Linked DNA regions of Mus musculus: all the other regions are linked to region 3. The links are chromatin contacts, called in public HiCAR-type and promoter capture Hi-C maps. All regions are on one chromosome and are shown on one strand. The core of a region is the stretch at or near the end of the contact, and the rest is flanking DNA. Distances in the headings are between cores, read along the strand shown. Region 1 holds the start of Srrd (SRR1 domain containing). Region 2 holds the start of Asphd2 (aspartate beta-hydroxylase domain containing 2). Region 3 holds the start of Pitpnb (phosphatidylinositol transfer protein, beta).

Region 1 (4,054 bases), core at 997-3,496, 1.0 Mb after region 3:
TCTACACTGTAAAGGAGAAAGTGGGATCCGTATACAATCTAGCCATCTTGATGACTAATAGCACTTAGGAGAGCCATGCACTTCCCACCTTACTTAATGCTCACAACTACACTGCAGGATATACACACCACCACCTCCACTGCAGTGTTCAGTGCCAAAGACACAGCTCTGAGGAAGTCAGCACCAGAACCCACCACAAGCAAGACTGTGAAGCAAAATGTCCTTGGATGGAGAGTGTCCTTTGTCCACTTTCAGGTAGCCCCCCTTCCACTCCCACACCTCCCCTACTAACCCCTACTCACCCAGTGCCGAACTGCAGAAATCAGAGATCCGCAGGTCCTCCCTGTTGAGAAGACATGGCCTGCTCATCTCCCTTCTCTTTTGTGCCATCTTAGCCCCGACCATGAGCCAGATGCACGGGGGATGGAGGACCCTCTGATACAGAGCCAGCCCTTACTGAAAGACATTCCCATGGCCTGGATGTAGATTGCTGAGTCCTTTTATAAAAAGGACCTCCATCAAGAGGCCCTGGTTTGCCAAGGGATGGTCTGGGTGTGTTCTACTACTTTGGCATGGCAGAGATGCAGTTCAATAAATAAAGTCCTCAGACTTTCCCTTTATGATGGGAGTGTCCTCTCAAGACTGGAGAGTAGCAGGGGGAAATGAATGAGCTACTCAGCAGGAACTCAATAGCTTCCCCACTATAAATAACGGTAAAAAGAAGGTCAAAGAGGAAGTCCAAGGGTCTGGTCAGCTGGTTTCCACAGCCTAAGGCAGAACAATCAACAGTGAATTTAAGTATGCCAGAGGCAATGTTTAGGGACAAAGAGGAGAGAAACTGCCCCCAGGCGACCTACATTCTTCTAAGGAAAGAAGTGCCCGATAAATCAAAGTACTCTGTAATATTCTAAGTAGCCCTGAATCAGATTCTCTATGCTCAGGAGTGATAACCACACCCCTGGAAGGATGCTGGGAGAAGCAGGGCATTCTGGGAGATTCTGAAGCAGCTGAGGAAACAATGACTATCTGGTGTGCGCCTTGAAGAGTTCAGGTCCTAGACACCTATGTCTCACTAATCTCGAGACTTTAAGGCACTGCTTGCTTCTATCTGTCCTCTCAGCTGCACCGCCAGTAATTTATGTTCAGAGGTAACTTCTGGGTCACCAATGCTTTTTAAGTGTAACTTGCCCCCCTCATCACAGCCCTTCTGACCCATACAAAATGCTACCAACATTTCTAACTTAGCCCTGTAAGACCAAAACTAGAAAAGGCAAGAACACGGTGTAGCCTGTGTATGGTGGGCACCGTCTATGTGCCCTGTAAGAAGGTACAGACCAAGTGCTGGGGAGATGGATGTAACATAATAGAGTACATGATAATGATTAGGTGGAAGCATGGGGTTTGAAGTCACCAAGGCCTGGGCCTGAAACAATGATCTTTGTATGTCTCTCGGAGTGCCCAGGATTCCAGTGAGCCTGTGAAATACATAGGCTGCAAAAGTCTGCGCACACAGCTGCTGCTCAGTAAACCATTGATGCAAATGTTGACATCTGTGTTTGCTGCAACCTCGATTTACAATACGGATAATAACCAATGTGGTGTGTGGCCCACAGCAAAGACGGGATATCCTCCAATTCAGGGCTGCTGGGCTAGCCTAAGCTATAGTACAAGATCCCGCCTCCAAATCCAGAGCTGATGATTTATAGGGTAAAGGTTCTTGCCACCAAGCCTCACATTTGAGTTTGATTGTCCTAACCTATGCAGTGAAAGCAGAGGTCTTCTGAGCACCTTCTGACACCCTCCTCCCCCACCTCGAGCTTGGGTGCCAGGGAGTGCTCTACAGTCACATCACACAATCCTCTGAGCATCCCTACGTAATGCTTAAACCCCCATCTCAAAGGTGGCAGACAGGGACACAGGATGATAAACTGCCGCAGCCGCAGCGAATGGGAATGGCAGCTTTACTGAGAGCTTGCTACAGTGACACCGGAGGGAGAACTCAGCCTTTCCCAGCGGGTTGGCACACCCATTTCCAGGTTAGGGACACTGAGGCTGGAGTTGCCTCTCGGCGCTGCACTCACTCGGCCTCCCGCAGGCGGCGTAGCACCGCTTCGCCGTCCGCCTCCGGCTCGGCCCGGGGCCCCTCGCCCGGCCGCGGTCGCCTTCCCGCCGCGCGCTTCCTCCTCCGCGGAGCCACCGCGCTCCAGGGCTCGAGAGCCGCCGCCGCCATGCTCTGACGTCAGCAGAGTGCGCCAGAGCGGCCGCCGTGCCGCCGACGTCACAGGCTGCGTCACACCTCACGTCATCGCCAAGCCCCCACCGGCGGGAGGTGGGTCCGCGCGTGATCGCGGGGCTGCCGGGCGGGCGCAGGTATCGGGGGTTTTCCCGCGGGCGGCCAGACAGAGCCCGGGGTCCCGGTGGGCGGGCGGGCGGGCGAGCCTGATCCACGCGATCGGGCCGCAGGGTTCGGGGCTCCTGACCAGCGAGGGACTTCCCTCCGTCCCCGCGCGCACCCGCACTGTCCCCCTGCCTGTACTCTTAGGGTGTCATGGCCTCTTTAGGTCCCTTACACAATCACTGACCTCATCGGGACCTTTGAGAACTCGCTGTTAGGTCCTCCGAGCAGGCCTCAGGGAATGGGAGGGGTGGTTCCAGGAACAGAGATGCCCTGCACAGTGTGCTCGCCCTGTGTTTGCTGCAGAACGAGGTGTGTGTAGTTGAGGTGACTGATATTTAAGAGGCCTTTTCGGGTTCGTGGGGGATGCCCCTCGGGCACTTCCTTCTTCCTAAGAGAGTTTACTCGCTTTTAAGAGAGGGTCCTGCTTTGTAGCCATAGCTTGCCTGGAACTCAGCAATCTGCCTGTCTATTTCCAGTGCGCTGGGATAAAAGGCCTAAACTACCATGCCTGGCTCCCTCCCTAAGAGACTTCAACGTACTATTTCCACAGGTGGCAGATTGTGGCCAGCTTTAGAGATCCTGTCCTTGAAGGAATTAACCAGAAAAGTGGGATTAAGACTATAGTCTTAATGAAGCCAGGTGGTGGTGGCGCACACTTTTAACCCCAGCACTTGGGAGGCAGAGACAGCCTGAGTCTACAGAGTGAGTTCCAGGACAGCCAGGGCTATACAGAGAAACCCTGTCTCGAAAAAACAAACAAACAAATAAACAAAACAAAACAAAGACTATAGATGAAAATGACGGAAGGCTTGTCAAGGAAAAGGATTAAATTATTTTTGTGTTTCCTCCCAGTGTTATCCACACAGTGAAATAAGACTGTCAGAAAATTTCAGCCTCGTGGATAGTAATTTTAATGCCTGTACCACCTGTTTCTGGACAGTTCTCTTGGAGGAGCGAAGAATCAGAGTGAGGCCAAGACTCTTTTCTGGCAGAGTATTCCATGATACACTGAGTTGTCTTCCCCTCTGTCAAAGTTCTCTCTTGCACTCTGAAGGGCTGCGCACATTCTGATTAGGCTCCTGAGTGCCAGTTCCTTAATTTTGGGACCATTTGACTGGTGTGGTCCCTTACACCCAGTACCTTCTACACTCGTCGTCTGGTTTCCCTTCTGCAAAGCTATTTTCTGCTGAAAAAAAAAAAAAGGCCTTTGAAGTATCTGCTACCCGAACTCTTTTTATTCTAAAACACAAGCTCTGAAGGCTGCTTTGAAACCAAGTGTTTATTGAACCTTGTGGGTCACATGAGTGGTCACAGGTTTCTGAAAGAATTGATTCTTTGTTTTTCCTCAGAGCTGAGATACTGGTGTGTGTGTGTGTGTGTGACCTGGGAACTTTGGACCTTTTGAAGAAACTCACTGGATGGCTTTGGACTGTACACAAAGTCAGAGATCCTATCAGAAGCTGCCCTGCCCATCCAGCATGCTTCTCCTTGCTGTGGCACTCCCTGGGGGGGAGTTGGAACAGATTCCAGTGTAGACAGCCATACAGATGCTCCTGAAAGCAGCTCACAGATGGTTGAGTTAATCTAGTCCACCTCCAGTCCTCCTGGACTTGTCAGCAGTGCAGAGATACTTCTGGAAAGGAACCTGCCCCGAAG
Region 2 (4,286 bases), core at 166-2,665, 1.1 Mb after region 3:
TCCTCTTTAGGAAAAAGGGGAAAAGCCCCAGAAAGGTGCCTTTTTTGGCACCTGCTCTTTGAGAAAGCCCAGGGTTCCCAAGATTCTATGTGAGACTCTCACCTGGTGTTCATAGACTCTGAGGAAACTGTAACTCCAAAACTGCTTTCATCAGCCAGGTTTCTTCGGATGTCCTGAGCCCCAGTCAGTGGTAATAACTGACTCAAGAAACCGAGTTCCCACCAACCTGCTCATGTCAAAAGCAGATGGATAGGATACCTCTCCACTGCCAGCCCTTCCCCTCCTCAGAACAGCCTTGCTTGCTCCGGACAAAGCAAACAAGAGCCCTCCCTTAGACAGAGCAGTAAACATTCAGCAAGGAGAGAGCCTAACCTCTCCACATGACCAAATCCAGCACTAAGAGAAGGAGCTGGGACCTGCCACTCACTTGAGTTCCAGGAGGCTGGCGGCCCCTTCGCCCAGGGAGGGACACACAAGTCCAGAGCTGATTTGTGACAAGAGAACAAACTCTGGTTTTGGTAGAGTGTGTGGCATCAGGATAATAGGTAGACACACACACTTCTGGCTCTCTTCACAGATCAGTTCCCATCAGGAACGGGCATCATGCAGCCCCGAACCTCAGATCTCAAAGATCAGCCGGCTCTGGGGAATAAAGGACAAATTCAAGTCCGATCAAAGATAACTTCTGACGTGAGGAATGCCTGGGGAGACAGTCTCCACTTGACCCAGTTAACCCGGATCAGATGACCAGCTCAGGAAGCTTTCTGATGACAAAGAGACCGGGTCACCCTGAGGTGAAGCCAGGCGACCCCGAACCCCCCCCCCCCCCCGCAAGGTACAGCACACCACAGGAGAGGATAGGGGGTAGCTGTGTTGCTTGCTATCCTCTCTACCAGGGGGCGCAGAGAACTGTCCGGAGACAAGCCCTCCCCTCTAGGGACCTTCCTCCTCACAGTCTCCCGCCAGTGTCACAGGCCCTGGAGAGAGTACGACAGAAGAGGTCAGAAAGATGCGTTAACGCAGGTAGTCAGGGGAAGAGATGGTGAGGTGAGGGTTACCTGGAAAAGTGGGAAGGAGGTTTAGGGCGCGTGACAATTCTCGGGACAGGGAGGTGGGTCAAAGTGGGTGATGCTGAGGAGGATGGGGGATCAGGGGAAAAGGCGAAGGAGGAAGCTGGAAAGAGAGAAAGAGGGGGAGGAGAAAAGGTGGGGGTGATGCTGCGCTGCGCGGTCCAGCTCGAGAGGCACTCAGCACGCAGCCGGTGCTAGGCGACCGCGGGCCCTGGGCCGGCCCGGGATGCAGGCGCGGGCGCCCCTAGCATCGTCCTCCTCTGCCCCGCAGCCCTGGAGACCCCGCTTACCTGCGCGGGCGGCTGCGGGGACCCGGGCGACGCCACTGCCCCAGGGACGCGGCCGCCCCCTGCCGCGCCCGCAGCCGCCGCCCGGCCGGAGCCGCGAGCCCCGCCGAGCCGGTGCCGCCCGCGCTGCGCTCCGCCACCCCGAGGACCACAACTCCCACAATGCCGCGCGCGCCTGGCGGCGGGGAGGGGGCGGCGGGGCGGGGCGGGACCCCCGGCGCATGCATCTGCCGCGCGTACCCGCGGGGGGCTCCGCGCGTCCCGCCCCACCGAGCATCGGGTGCGCGCATCAGGTCCGGGGGCTTCGCCTATCAGACGCCTTTGTTCCTCCCTCCCTCCCTCCTGCATCCCCTCCGCTCGGTCCTCCCTTCCGCATCTCCTCCCCTTGGTGTCCTTCCCCTCGCCCCTCTTGCCTGTGATGAATCCCACACACACTTCTGAGGCCCCGCGGACACGTGGGATGAAATTGCAAATGGAACAGCCTGGAAGATCCGCGGCTCCCGGCCCCGCCTGGGCGCTGCTGACTGGAGCTGTTGCAGACCTGGCGCCTGCCCACAGGGAGGCCCAGTCTAGCTAGCCACGGCCAGTTCTGCCCAGTTCACTGGAGGGAAAGGGGCTGCTCAGCCTGGCCTAGGGACACCGCGCTGCGAGCGCCCAGGGAAGCGTGGGCTCCTTGGAACAGTGCATGGGCGTTCTGGGAGCGTGGGGTGGGATGCCAGCCCACAGCCCATCTGTGTCTGTCCTCGAACCTACTGCTTCCAATCCCAGCATGCATCTTTGTCCTGGCCTAGAATCCTCATTTTTGTCCAGGATAAAATCACCTCGGGTCTGTCCCAGAAGCCCCCTGCCCTTCACCCAAGCTCGCACTTATACAGTTGGTGATAGAGAACCCACTTGCTTCACCCAGGACCCCTGTTTCCTGACTCAGAACCCACTCCATGCCCTGGAGTCTCCATCTTAGTCCCTTAAGCCCTTGTTACAATTCCAGGAGTAGAATAGCATCCCCCCCCCCCCCCACCACCACTTTTTATTTTAATACAGTGACTCAAAACGCGTCATTGGTTCAGCAAGGTTCTTTTGCGGGGACGCCACCAAGACACCTGACAGAAACCAATGGAGGTGGGAAAGCTCACCTGGGCTCACAGGTCAAAAGTTTTCAGTCCGTTATGGCAGAAAACGCATGGAGGGATGCTACACTTGTAAGCGTGTGATCTAGGCTCAGGAAATTGGGGCAAAACCAGGGTCAGTCTGTCCTTCAAAACCCACCTCTCCCGCCTACTTCCTGCAACCAGACCCACCTCCCGTTGTAAACTCCAGGGCCTCCACAATCGGTGCCATAGGCCGAGAACAAATGATCAGACCATGAATATGTCTTACATAGATTGAGAGCCTGTAAAATGCACTAAGGACGGTTGCCGATCCCGGGCTGACGACGGAGGGCTGAAGGCAACCCTGCTCCTTCTGAGTAACTGCTCTGAGTGGCTAGAGAAAGCATGCAGCTCGTGTCCTGCTTCACATTTAGCAAGTTGCCCAAATTTAGCCTCATCCACGGCCCTTATGCATAAAGAACACCGTCTTTCACACGGTCTTCCGTATGCGTTCCATTCCCAGACTACACCATCTGCAGTGCATTACGAATTAATCCTGTCGACGAACCTTGTAATTATCTGTGACCACTGTGATTACAGGGTTCCATGTTTGTTAAGCGTGTTTATTTGTTCGGCGGCCAGATTACAGACACGGCTCTGCTAACCTCTCTGGCCATTTCAGTTCTTTTAAATTGCTGAGAGTCTCAGAAGATGATAATCACTCCAATCTCTGTCGAGCTTCTAACGGCCTTAGTAGGTGAGTTCTGCCAGAAAAGAGTGTCCAGGACTTGCAGAGGGAACTCTGGGTGAGAGCCGAGGACACACTGCCACTATGTCACCAGAAGGGCAGAGACTAGGACTCGGTGAGTCTAAATTGCCTGCCTTTAGCCCAGCTGCCATGGTACTCTCCTCCCTCTTGTCTTGTTGAGGGCGGCCATTGCAGCCCACTGCAGGCTGCACACCCCATCATTATACCACCGTATGAGCTTGCAGGCCACCCAACTTCTTCTTTCTTCAGATGCTGTGTGTGTGGTGTGTATGTGTGTGCATGTGTGCATTTGTGTATTGTATATGTGTGTATGTATGTATGTGTGTGTATGTATGTGTATATGTGTGCATGTATGTGTGTGCATGTGTGTATATGTATGTGTGGTGTGTGTATGTGTGATGTGTATATGAATATGTGTGCATGTATGTGTGTGTATGTGTTTAGTGTATGTATGTGTGGTGTGTTTATATGTTTATGTAGTATGTATGTATGTATGTGTGTGTGGTGTGTATGTGCATGTGTGTGTGAAGGACTTGGAATGGAGAGCAGAGGGAGCTCCTGCATTTCCTACAGTGTCTAAGTAAACTTGTTTTTAGATAGAGTTTTGCTCTGTAGCCCAAGGCTACAGCTCGGGCTGTCAGGCATGGATGGTGGCACAAGCTCTTATGCCCTGAGCCATCTCACCCTGTAACCATAAATAGATAGAAAACAATTTTGGCAAAATTCAACACCTAAAAACTCAGAGCAAAGTAGAAGTGAAAAAAAAATGACTGTGAGCATGTGTGTGTGTGCATGCATGTATGTGTGCACGCCTAAGCATGCATGTGTGCATGTGTATTCATGTGTGCACATGTGTGTGGGTAAGTGCATGCCTGAGTGTGCATGTATGTGTGTGAGTGCATGCCTGAGAGTACATGAGTGCATGTGTGTGTGTGCGCACATGTGTGCATGCATGTGTGTGTGCCTGCGTGCGTGAAGAGAGAGACCCAGGTCTCAACATAACATATTTTTCTGATAGTGGCTGGAAGTTAGGAAAGTTTAACATCCCTTGCTCTGGATGCATTTTCAAAGT
Region 3 (4,102 bases), core at 622-3,121:
AGGTGGCTTCCTAGTCTTCTGCAAGAGTAGTCATCTCTTCAACCTCTCTTTGGCTTTCCTTTTTAATTTACTGTTGCTGATCCCTGATAGTTTTTATATGGTTTTCATTCAAAAACCTTCTATTACCATGTGATATGTATAGGTGCTTCATGTAATTTTGGCTTTTTTGTGGTGTTTAAGACTGAACTCAAGCTGGGCGGGGTGGCACACGCCTTTAATCCTAGCACTTGGGAGGCAGAGGCAGAGGCAGAGGCAGAGGCAGGCGGATTTTTGAGTTCGAGGCCAGCTCTGTCTACAGAGTGAGTTCCAGGACAGCCAGAGCTATACAGAGAAACCCTGCCTCAAAAAAATCAAAAGGACTGAACTCACTGCTAGGACATTAGGCAAGTACTCTATAAACTGAGCTACATTTTCAGTCCCTTCCTACTTTTTATTCTCTAAACAGTCACCTATCTTTGGTTGTATAAATTAAGTCTCTACAAGATTCTTTATTCCAGATTTCTTGAAGTCAACCAGCCAGGATTCAGGTCCAGGGCTTCATCTTCAAAGTCCAACCCAGTTTCCCAAATCGGGACAACTGACCTATGCTCTGATATCTAACAAAATTAAGGAACACTTGGGACTGGGGTTGGAGAGATGGCTCAGCAGTTAAGAGCACTGGTGGTTCTTCTAGAGTATCTGGGTTCAATTCCCAGCACCCACGACGTGGCAGCTCACAACTGTTTGAAACTCCAGTTCCAGGGGATCTGACCTCATCCAGGTATACATGCAGGTAAAACACCAATGTACATAAAATATAAATAAATCAATCACTAGAGAGGGGAAGAATATTCTTGAGACTATTTCTAGTTTTTATGAAAATATTTTCAAGATCATTCGATGAGGGAAAAAATATGGTTTGACACAAAGTATAGAGAAATCAAATTTACCTAAAATGCCCGTTGACACAAAGAAGATTATTCCTGCAGCTATCCAGCTCCCTAGGAATCCCACTAAAAGGTCCTTGAATCCCAAGTTACTAAGTTCAGTGAGTGAGGAAGCAGAGGGCAGTCCAAGAGCAGTACTTAGTCACTGTTTCAAAATTGTTTTATCAAAGTTGTTAGGTCAACTAGTGCTTAAAGCCCGTGTTGGGACGGGCTTCTGATTGGTCTTAGTAAAATTTAACTTTCATTCTTCCTGTAGTGAGTTCTTTGCCCCGAAAGCACATAATGAAAAACCAATGCCTTAGACACGTAGAATTCGTCTAGAATTAGTCTACCCAACTGGGTCTGGGTCTGTCTCATGCAAAATTGCTTTTGTTGAGGATTCAATGTTTGGACAGGGGCTCAGTTGTTAAGAACACTGGGGGTTCTTGCAGAGGACCCAGGTTTGGTTCCCAGCACTCACATGGCATTTCACAACTGTCTGCATCTCCAGTTACACGTGAACCTCAGTATGCATGAGACACACAGGGAGCAGACACAATACAGGCAAACCAGATAGATGTACCCTTAAAAAGGTTAGTTAGGACAAGGGGCGAACACATCAGGATTTTAACACCGGTCTGTCTGGGTTTCTAGAACACGCTCCTGCTAAACCTGAGGTCGTCCTCGGCTCCCACACCTGTGCGAACTCAACGTCGTTTAGGGTCCCGACTGGAGAACTCACTGGAAACCATAGGCTGCACAGCGCCGTGAGAGACTAACGCTGGCAGGAGGACGCCGCGCTTGCTGCCCCACTGCTCGCCGAGAGTACGCAGGCGCGCTCCAAGGCTCACCAGCGCGCCAAGGGGCCACGCAGCCGCAGTGGAGGCCTCGTGCTCCGTGAGCGGGGCGTGGACTGGGCGGAGTCAGCTCCCCCAGGCGCGCTGACGCAATGGCCGGCGGCGGAAGGGCGCGGACGCGCAGGCGCTCCCGGGGCTCGGACGATTGGGAGGCGGGGCTACGCTTGCGTGTTGCGAGGCCCGGCGGTGGCGGCTGGCGGCGGCGGCTGTGAGGGGTTCCCGGAAGATGGTGCTGATTAAGGAATTGTGAGTGGGTCGTTGGGCTCGAACGAGGTTCCGGAATGCGGGCTGGGGAGGATCGGTGGGCTCCGCGAGGAGGGCGCTCCCGGGTCGCAGTTGGCTCCTTCCTGGAGCCCCCAAGGCCCTGTGCGGCGCCGCCGCCCTCCGCAGTCAGCGCCAGGGTCGGCGGTGCGGCCGGGGCTCTCGGGGGAGCCGGGAATGCCGGGCGAAGGGTCGCCCGCAAGTTCGAGCCCGACCCACCTCAGGCTCAGTGAAGCCCACTCTAGATCATGCCCCTGCGGTCGCTCTCAGACCCCTCATCTCTAAGATGGGGAGACACCGGCCCCACCTGCTTCACTGGGTTCGGTGCGGGGTTAAACACATGGTGCTTAACACGGCAAATAAAGACTTTTCCCAAGTTCGTCGGACTGGTCCCGTCATTCTGTTGGGAAGTTGTGGCTTCCCCCTCTGCTTAGAGCCACGGACATCACAGGAAACCGTGGTGGCGGGGAATGTTCAGCTGTCATACCTGAGCCGGTGTCCCTTGTGCAATTTCAAGTGTGACCCATTTTGTTGTTGCTGTTCTTCCTCGGCCCTGGTTTAATTTCAGATTCTTAAAAGAAGCAAAAAAAAAAAAAGACGTTAAGTTAGCTGTCTAGATTCCTTGCCTGTATTAACGTCAACCTTGTAAAAATCACTAACAAGGTTTCTCTACTTAACACTGCCCAGATTCTATTTTCTGCTCATATGTAATTTTTTTTCCTTGCCCATTCCAGCATTACAAGACCCCTTGTTCCTCTGTCGCTCTGTATGTTGGCTTTCCTTCTCTTTCTGCTGACTCGAATGCTTTTTCCTCAAATCAGTAGCTCACCTTAAAGGTCTTGGGAAGTGTGTATTGTTTGTCTTTCTGACTGTTCGCCCTACATTGTGCAGGATACTCACTCTGATACCTCCATTTTTTTTGGATCAGTCTTTAGTACATAGCACATCTTCAGCCAGCATTTGGTGTTTTTAAAGATTTGCCTGTTTATATGTGTATTTAAGTGTTTGCCTGCGTGTGTGCATATGTGCTGCGTTCATACAGTGCTCTTGGAGGTAGTAGTAAGAGGGCATTAGGCATTGGATCCCCTGGAACTAGAGCAAGAAGTGAGCCACCGTCCATGGGCTGGAAACTGAACCCAGTTACTCAGAGCAGCAAGTCCTCTTAGCCGCAGAGCCATTTCTCCAGCCCTTCAGCAAACTCTTGTTAAATGAATTGGTGACGATTCTTTTTCACTTTTAGGAGAACACTTTTAATTACATTTGTATGGAGAGGGGTGTACAGGGTAGTACACCGAGTGCTTTTGGAGGTCAGGGGACAGCTTTCGAGTCAGTTCTCTACTCCTATTAGGGTCCTGCACCTGAAACTCCAGTCATGCCTTTGCCTGCTGGGCCATCTCTGGCCTGAAGAAGTACTACTTTTTTTTTTTTTTTAGTGACAGGGAGTCTGAAAAAAGGCTTACTTTCGCATTCTGCACACAGCAAAGATTTACACTTAAAACATAATCATACTACTGAACTTTGAGTTTATGAAAACTTTCTTCCAAGTAATTTTAACAATGTATCTTGTAAACATCACCTAACATTACTCTAGTGGCAGATATTAAAACAGGAGAATATGCGATAGACAGGAACTGACTTGTGCCAAGCTACCTAGGAAGAGAGATGCTAGACTGACTGCACATGAGGCATCTAGTGGCTTTTAATTTATTAGTTACTTCCTGTCTTCAGAATGTGAGTTAACTCTTGAGTTAACCCTCTCTGACAGTGTGTGTTTGTACCTCAGTACAGATGTCCCTAGAGGCCAGAGGATCCAGTTGGAGCTGGTGCTAGAAAATGAGCCGAGGCCCTCTCTGAGAGAGCAGTACCTCTTAGCCATCTCTCCAGTCCTGTGTTTTGCATACCTTTACTTTATGAAGGAAGGTAGCAAAGGCTAATGTGTATCTATCATTTAATTGTTTTCATCAGAGTCTCTCTTAGCTGTTTTTTTTCCTCCTCCTAGATTTAAGATAAAGACAGTTTACTGTCTATGTCAAACACGGTGTGAGTACTCAGTGCTGTAAATGAAGTGACCCCTGCTGT

What was found. Promoter capture Hi-C pulls out the DNA fragments that hold promoters and counts their contacts. HiCAR-type assays count read pairs that join an accessible place to other places.
Region 1: a HiCAR-type map of astrocytes shows a contact between it and region 3, with 3 times the contacts expected there. The contact joins the promoter of Srrd here to the promoter of Pitpnb in region 3. A contact is called at or near these places in 9 of 39 promoter capture datasets (the 3T3-L1 cell line, the C10 cell line, hippocampal neurons and 5 more), 1 of 484 Hi-C or Micro-C datasets (CD4 T cells), 7 of 115 datasets of contacts at active chromatin or transcription factors (the 230-238 cell line, astrocytes, large pre-B cells and 3 more) and 1 of 9 other capture datasets (liver).
Region 2: a promoter capture Hi-C map of embryonic stem cells shows a contact between it and region 3, with 5 times the contacts expected there. The contact joins the promoter of Asphd2 here to the promoter of Pitpnb in region 3. A contact is called at or near these places in 2 of 39 promoter capture datasets (embryonic stem cells and liver), 2 of 115 datasets of contacts at active chromatin or transcription factors (embryonic stem cells and large pre-B cells) and 1 of 9 other capture datasets (embryonic stem cells).

The regions. Positions count from the first base shown.
Region 1 is chr5:112,340,794-112,344,847 of GRCm38.p6, forward strand. It overlaps Srrd (SRR1 domain containing), which reads right to left and starts at 2,247. Exons shown (of 7, transcript NM_001359388.1): 1 at 2,082-2,247; 2 at 303-343. The coding sequence starts at 2,230. It overlaps Hps4 (HPS4, biogenesis of lysosomal organelles complex 3 subunit 2), which reads left to right and starts at 2,302. Exons shown (of 14, transcript NM_001359853.1): 1 at 2,302-2,370; 2 at 3,251-4,054.
Region 2 is chr5:112,393,358-112,397,643 of GRCm38.p6, forward strand. Asphd2 (aspartate beta-hydroxylase domain containing 2) reads right to left here and starts at 1,416. Exons shown (of 6, transcript NM_001357013.1): 1 at 1,361-1,416; 2 at 428-642; 3 at 103-226.
Region 3 is chr5:111,328,826-111,332,927 of GRCm38.p6, forward strand. It overlaps Pitpnb (phosphatidylinositol transfer protein, beta), which reads left to right and starts at 1,872. Exons shown (of 12, transcript NM_019640.5): 1 at 1,872-2,008. The coding sequence starts at 1,989.